Linked DNA regions of Zea mays: region 2 is linked to region 1. A link is a contact called in public Hi-C data. All regions are on one chromosome and are shown on one strand. Each heading gives the region's core, a stretch centred on a gene start, on an enhancer-like site or on the middle of the called end of the contact. The rest is flanking DNA. Distances are from core to core; before and after follow the strand shown.

Region 1 (3,561 bases), core at 614-3,113:
ACAGTTTGATTAACCAGCAACGGGTTGGGCGCGGCCACCTGCCCCTGCTTGCCGTCCTCCCCCTTGGGACGCTCGTCCGCGCCGGCGCCCGACGAGGCTGACGCCGACGCGCCGCCCATCTCCGGCACCCGTCGTATCTCCTCGTCGCTCTCCGCCCCTGGGGTGCCATGCGGGGCAGGGCAGTAGCAACATCAGCTGATTAACCAGCAACGGGTTGGGCGCGGCACCTACCTCCTTTCGTGAGGTTGTTGCAAGCGGAGCTGGAGGAGCGCTCGCTGCTGGAGGGGAGCGAGCTCGTGGTGCTCGTCTTCGCCTGCTGCTTCTCCTGCTCCTCATCTCCGCGTCGATCTTCTTCTCCTCCCGCGCGCTGCTCATCTCCTTCTCGCCGCTCCCCTCCGCGGCCTCCGCCGAGCCCCTCTTCGTCGAGGCCAATCTCCGCAAGCAGATGCGGGCCGAGGAGCGCCCCGCGCGGGGCGCCGTGCCCAGGACGGTGCTGCGCGGTTGTGGTGGGAGGGGTATGGCGGACTGCTTCCATCGCGCGTGGGAGGGTGCACAGGCAGGCGGGGGTACAGCAGGGCTGGCCGAGATTGTGGGGCATGGTCGAGATTAGCTGTTGTGGCGAGCGCGAGATCCGCGGGGGGCGAGATCCGCGGCGGAGCAGTGGGGCATGAGTGGAAGGGCAGGCGGGGGCTGGCGCGAGATCCGCGAGGGGCGACATCCGGGGCGGCGGGGAAGGGTGCCTGCTGATTGTTTCCATGCGGGTGCGTACGTCGGACAGATCGGCAGAACCGTGCACCAATCCACCTGTGGACGCCTACACTCCATACATAATTAGTAGTAGAGATTGCTTAGACCTGATTTAATGACCTGGGATCACGAGAGGATTTGAGGGGATTGAGAAAGAAATTAGTTCATTTCCCCCTCAATCCTCTTCAATCCTTCCGTGATCTTCCTGTCACCAAATCAATCCCCGGTGGCGTACAAAAAGCACGGGTGATGGTCGTGGATGAATGGGAAATCACCTCGTAACACACACAGACACTAATAATAGCTTTTCTTCTGTGGAGGTGAGGTGAAGCCTAAAAAAAACACGCCTTATGTCCCATCCACATCGTAGATAGCTTTTGCTCCAATCAACTATCATACTTTGAACCCATTAGCGCTCCACATTATCTCTTGCTTTTTTTATCGCCATCGGTATCCAACAATATACATGGTGCATATGTACAATGTTCACGTACAAGCATTGCATGGTTAGCCTGGTCTGTTGAAAAGTTGGGTTTTTTTTTTTATGCCGGGTCTTCATTTTCACTTAGAAATGGTTTCCCAATACGGCTACTCCTAAAAGCAGCGTAGAACACAAAGAACGACAACAAATCCAAACTGCGATTTTAAACGCACAAAGATGATACGTACCACGATACTTAGACTATGTCCATCAGTTTCTCTATCATATTTCTTATCTCGCTTCCTGCTTTCAAACCAACTGATCGTGCATATAACTACGAAGAACACGATTTTACATTGTTTATATATTGAAGCTTAAAATAGAAGGTAAAGATGAGTAAGCTGCTAGATAGCCTAAATACTAAAGAAATGAGTGATTCCGCTATTTTTTAAAATTTAAATTATAGAATATTTTGAATTCATAAATACATACTATTCTTCACTATACACCCGATACACATAATGTATTGAAAATTTGGATATCTTAACGAAGTACTTGGTACCACAAAGATTTTTCTTCACAAATAATGATGATAATGCGTTTACACAACTACCTGAACATTGGAGAGCAAAAATCTGCACAGTATACAATACAACCACTAGAGGGCGAAAACGTCATTCAGCATTATCCTCACACCCATTTCCGCAAATTTTTGCACCTAAAAAGTCTACTCGGAGAAATACTACGTACTCCCACCTCACCTCCCTTCCCTTCCCCTCTCCGAGTCCGCTCTCCGCTCCAATGCCGTTGCCTCTCTCCTCCACCTGCTTCTTCTCATAAACGCTTCCGGCCTCCCGGAGTCCCGGACACAAACCCTAGCATTCAACCACGCCGAGCTCGCCGGAACAAGCCCAACCCGAGCCCAATCCCGCTCGGGCCCCAGCCGATCCGACGGCTCCTCACCAGCACAATCCGGGGTACCCCGCGGATGCTAGCCTGATCGGGTCCCCACGGTCGATGGGTTCGCCCGGGTCCGCCAATGGCAGACGCGGCGACTATGTGAGGATCCCGGAGGAGGCGGAGGTGGCGTCCAAGGGGGAGGGAGATGCCGCGGCGGCCGTCAAGGCGGCCGCGGCGGCGGAGTGCCCTAGGGTGCTGCGGTGCAGCGCGATCCGGTGGTGGGCCAAGGTCGCCGTGCTCGGGATCGTCCTTGCTGGGGCCGGAGCTGCCGCGGTCGTCTTCCTCGGCCCGCTCCTTATCAAGAAGGTACGTGTTTTCGCCCTGCACCTCCTGCCCCCCCTCTCCGCCGGCGCCTCCTTTGAGGGGATTGTTTGCATCACGGATCGTGCGGGAAGTCCTCGCGAACGCGAGATCTTTCCTATCACTTATCAGTTCTGCTCCCGCGTTGTCTGTCGAATCGTCGGTTGCGATGCGGTTTCGATTTGTGCAGGAGTGCTTGGATATTTGTTGATACATTTGGTTTGTTTGTGGTAGAAACATTTTCCATTTTTTGTTTGTATTGTTACATATATGTTTTTTTTTGTGGCTAGCTCGTGAGAATAGGTGAGATGACTAATTTCCCTTTTAGCAATATTACCAGCAGAAGGATGATGTTGTCAAAGGATCTCAATCTGAACCAGAGCTTAGAGTACCAATAGATTTTGTTGAGATATCAATTTTGAAGATGAGTGGGACCATATGGATGTCGTTGTCGAAGAGCGTATTTAGCATTATTCCCAGCTGGAATACAGCAGGAGAAATCCTTTGCTAATTCTCGAAGTTTTGACATCGGTCAATGCCTACCACTGTTATTTAGTGGTCCAATATGTGGGGTCTGCAGGCATGGTGCTCTGGACCTCCAGTAGTGAATGTGTTTCCACCAAAAGGTGGATGGGTAGGAATAGTCTCACAAACCAACTGGTTCTTGATATTTCTGGATGTTAAGATGTGGTACAGAATTGCAGTGGACCTTATTGTGAGGGACATCATGGCTAAATATTTTGGTGGATTTTTAATTAAACAAACCCACTCTGGTTGCGGAAGTTCGTGTTCACAACAAGCAACTTGACATCGAAGTGATACCTGGAACAAGTACAGCTTGTGCTGCCGTTTGGGCTCTGGACCCACTTGTTGTGGTCTAAGCAAACTCTGCTGTGAAAGCTATTCCCCAGAAGTAGTTGGTAGAAATACTTTTCCATTTTCTGGCCATGCTCCTGTTATGATGTTTAACTTCCCGAGAAATACTTCACAAGGCTTTTTTGGGCAATATGTTTTGATTGGATGTTGATGTTGGTGTAGTTGGTGATAATATTTTGCTAGCTTATTTTATTGTAGTGTTCAAGGATCTTAATATATATATTACGACACAGAATATTAATTCATCTCTTCGGAAG
Region 2 (3,549 bases), core at 776-3,275, 140 kb after region 1:
ATATATCTATGTTAAAATATTAGATTTTTCATATAAGTCAGATGTTTTAGGACCATCTCTATCGTTGTGTGATATTGATACTTATGAATCATGATAATATTTTATTATGGTTTTTTATTGTTGGGTTATTTATTATACATTATAAGATCACCTTATTTAACCAGAACAAGGAATAACAACTTGAGAAAACAGTACAACCAAAAGGACTATTATGACTACTGTTCTGGCTAATTAATTAGAGAAGTTAGTGTGTGAGAACCTTACCCAAAAGGGACAAGTGGAGAGTAGTTACTCAAGTATAGAGAGGTTCTCGGGCTGATCTGCTCTATGGTAGCTTTTCAGACGAGATATTCCTATACCACCTCTGCTTGAAATCGTAGCGGGTTTTCTCATGCTACTGCAACTTTGTAAAGGTCTCGTAGTGAATCCTGTCCTACCTCCTATAAAGAGGTGAATGATCTAGCTAACCTGAGGCAAATGAGAAATACGACTTGTGGGTAAAGATGTGCAATCTCTGTAGAGTGTAAAACTGATATATGAGCCGTGCGTACTGTCAAGAGCGGTTCGGGCCTCTCGCATAGTTAAATTATAAAATTGAATTAAAACAGACATGCATTTTATTGTTGGTATTGTCTCTATGATCATTTATTTAACTAATACTTTATGTACTTACATTTAGTAATTGCTAATAAAATTTTGACCAACAAAATTTAAAAGTAATGATTAGCTTCACCTACATTACTTGGTAAGCCTTACATTGCACTTTTTTCTACAAATTTTGCTGAGTACACACCATAAATGTACTTACCCTTGCGGAATTTGTTGCTCAGAACTATAGATGGCCAGCCGGGCCGGGCTAAACGGGCCGGCCCGAAGCACGGCACGGCCCGTAGTGCCTGGGCACGGCACGACACGGCTAGTGTCGGGCCCGTGCCGGCACGGCCCGATAGGTAGTGCCGTGCCTGGGCCGAGCATCAGGCACGCTGGGCCGGCACGGGCACGGCACGATTAGCCCCTAGGCACGGTTAGGCACGATTATACATGATTAGATCCAAGCACGAGTAGTTAGCTGTGTGTTGTACTCTTTTTTCTTATATAGGGTTTTCTCACAAGGGTGAGTTTTTATCTAAATAGGTTTTTAATGAGTCAGCCATTGCACTAAACAGTTCAATATTAGCTATTTTAGTATGTTTTAACTGTGTTTGTGAATATCTGACTAAAATTCTGTGGTATAGTGCTAAACGGGCTAAACGGGCTAAACGGGCCGGCACGGCACGGCTAAGCAGGCTTAGTGCCGTGCTTGGGCCTGGCCTTAGGCACTAGTGCCGTGCCGGCACGGCACGGCTATTAAACGGGCTAAACGGGTCGTGCCCTAACCGTGTCGTGCCTGGCCGTGCCCGGGCCGGGCCGTGCCGTGCCGCCCATTTGGCCATCTCTACTCATAACCAAGTCACCAAGTCACCAAGAGGAAGACTACTATGATGAGTTCGAGCCTGTCGTCGCCACATCTTGTGATCGGGTTCGTCGTCACTGTAATCGTTGTTTAGTTTCCATTATTTAGTTAATTTTTGTAAAGACATTATGCTTATATAATAGAGTTTGTGACACTAGTTTGTACACTGAGTAATCATATGTGTAAAACTTCTGACACACATATGAAATATATTTAGGTTTATCTTTAAATCTGGTGTGATAGTTTTCATGAGAGAAATCTTGGTGTAGAGTGCAGTACTAAAAAAATTACAATCGTGTCAAAACCGTAGTATTCAAACACTATATCATAAAGTTCACCCAAACACCCAAACACTATATCATAAAATGCCTTTACAACCGACCCTAAACCGCGGAGGCATTCCATATTGTCCATAGAGATAAAGCGGCCAATCCGGGTCGTGGGTCGTGGCCAAGGGTGTGGAGGTGGTGCCATGGTTGCGCCGGAAAGACCTGGTGGGTCCGCGCCTGACGACTTGCTGAAGAATCGTTTCCTCCACACCTATATATTGGGCCCTGCGCTACACAGGCACTGGCGGCCTCCAGCACCAGTGTGGCAACACAACAGTATACAGAGCGCAGGGCGAACCACGTGACAGAGGAAGTCGTGCAGACGGCGAGGCAGCCCAACGGTTGTTCGGCCGGCCATTTCGCAATCTCTCCTCGCCGCTCATCCCTGAGCGCACGCAAAAGAAAGGTTGCCCATCGTTGCGCACCGGTTCTCTGTGCGACGTTTGTTTGTCTCTTTTAGGATCCTTTGGGGTTTTCTCTTCTTTCGAACGCGTTGAGTTCTTCTCTGTGCGACGCGGTCTGGGTTTGGGATCTAGTGCGGTGACTTCTCGTCTTCCTTGTCTGGCGACGATTAGAAAAGGACTCGCCCTCGCCATCGCCATCGCCATCGCCCGGTTGTTGCTTGGCTCTTTCTCTTTGTCTCGCACGGTCATTTCTTCTTGACACACTTCGGTTTCTTTTTTTTTTCTTTTGCTTCCTAGTTTGGACACAAGGTTTATTTGAAAAAGCGGGATTGTTGATCCCTACCTATGTGTTCCATTTCATATGTATATATTTTCTAATATTTTTGTAAAACGACTGTTGTGCGAAAAGATTGGGGTTTTGTGGCCTACCACATAGTCGTGGGCCTCGTGGGGTTTTAGATGACGAACTCCGCGTTGGTTTTCTGAGTCGTGGGGTTTTCGATGACGAATGGTGTTCTATATAAATAAAGTTTAATCATTTATGGAATTTATCATGCGAGCTAGCCTTCCTCTTCCGCGTTTCTTCTTGGAGATATTAACGTCAAATGGTGCAATGCGATTTTTTCCCCCATTGCCATTTGCCCCGCCTACGCCTTCCATCTTTATTTCCATCTCCCGTAACTCCGTTCCCTTCCTTTCTTTTCACGCCACTGTGGTTTTACTAGTAGCTGATCATGGCGCTCGTTCCTTTCCTAGGGACGTGAGTAGCTGCAATGGCGAGCCATCAGCGCGGAGGAGGTCGGGTTGGCGGCGGCGGCTGGGGTCAGGCGAACCCCAACGTTATTCAGGGCCAGGCGGGGCGGGGCTACGGCGGCGGTCGAGGTGGTCAGTACTACGGCGACGACAGCCGCGGTCGAGGTGGTCAGTACTACGGCGACGACAGCGGCGGACGTGGCGGCGGCAGGGGCGGTGGTCGTGGCTTCGACGGCCGCGACGGCGGCGGATACCAGGAAGGTCGTGGCGGGGGCCGCGGCGGCGGCGGATACCAGGAAGGGCGTGGCGGGGGCCGCGGCGGCGGCAGATACCAGGAAGGACGTGGTGGTGGCCGGGGTGGCGGCGGCTACTACTATGAAGGACGTGGCGGGGACCGTGGTGGCGGCGGCTACTATGGAGGACATGGTGGGGGCTACCAGGAAGGCCGTGGCGGGGGCCGAGGTGGTCGCGGCTACCAGGGACAGGGAGGCAGCGACTACGGCCGCGAGCGCGGGCATGGCGGCCTACAAACCCCACGTCCTGCTCTGCGCCAAGCCGGTCCGCCCCTCGCGGACCGCTACGCGGCCGACGCAGCCGCGTTGAGGGACAA

The links. Hi-C and Micro-C count contacts between places; a contact is called where the count stands out from the background.
Region 2: a contact with region 1 is called in a Hi-C map of leaf, with 5 times the contacts expected there. The contact joins the promoter of LOC103647664 here to the promoter of LOC103647660 in region 1. A contact is called at or near these places in 4 of 25 Hi-C or Micro-C datasets (ear, leaf, root tip and 1 more).

The regions. Positions count from the first base shown.
Region 1 is chr2:205,340,532-205,344,092 of Zm-B73-REFERENCE-NAM-5.0, forward strand. LOC103647660 (TVP38/TMEM64 family membrane protein YtxB) reads left to right here and starts at 1,864. Exons shown (of 4, transcript XM_008672161.4): 1 at 1,864-2,434. The coding sequence starts at 2,186.
Region 2 is chr2:205,485,320-205,488,868 of Zm-B73-REFERENCE-NAM-5.0, forward strand. It overlaps LOC103647664 (protein argonaute 18), which reads left to right and starts at 2,026. Exons shown (of 22, transcript XM_008672165.3): 1 at 2,026-2,188; 2 at 2,943-3,549. The coding sequence starts at 2,960.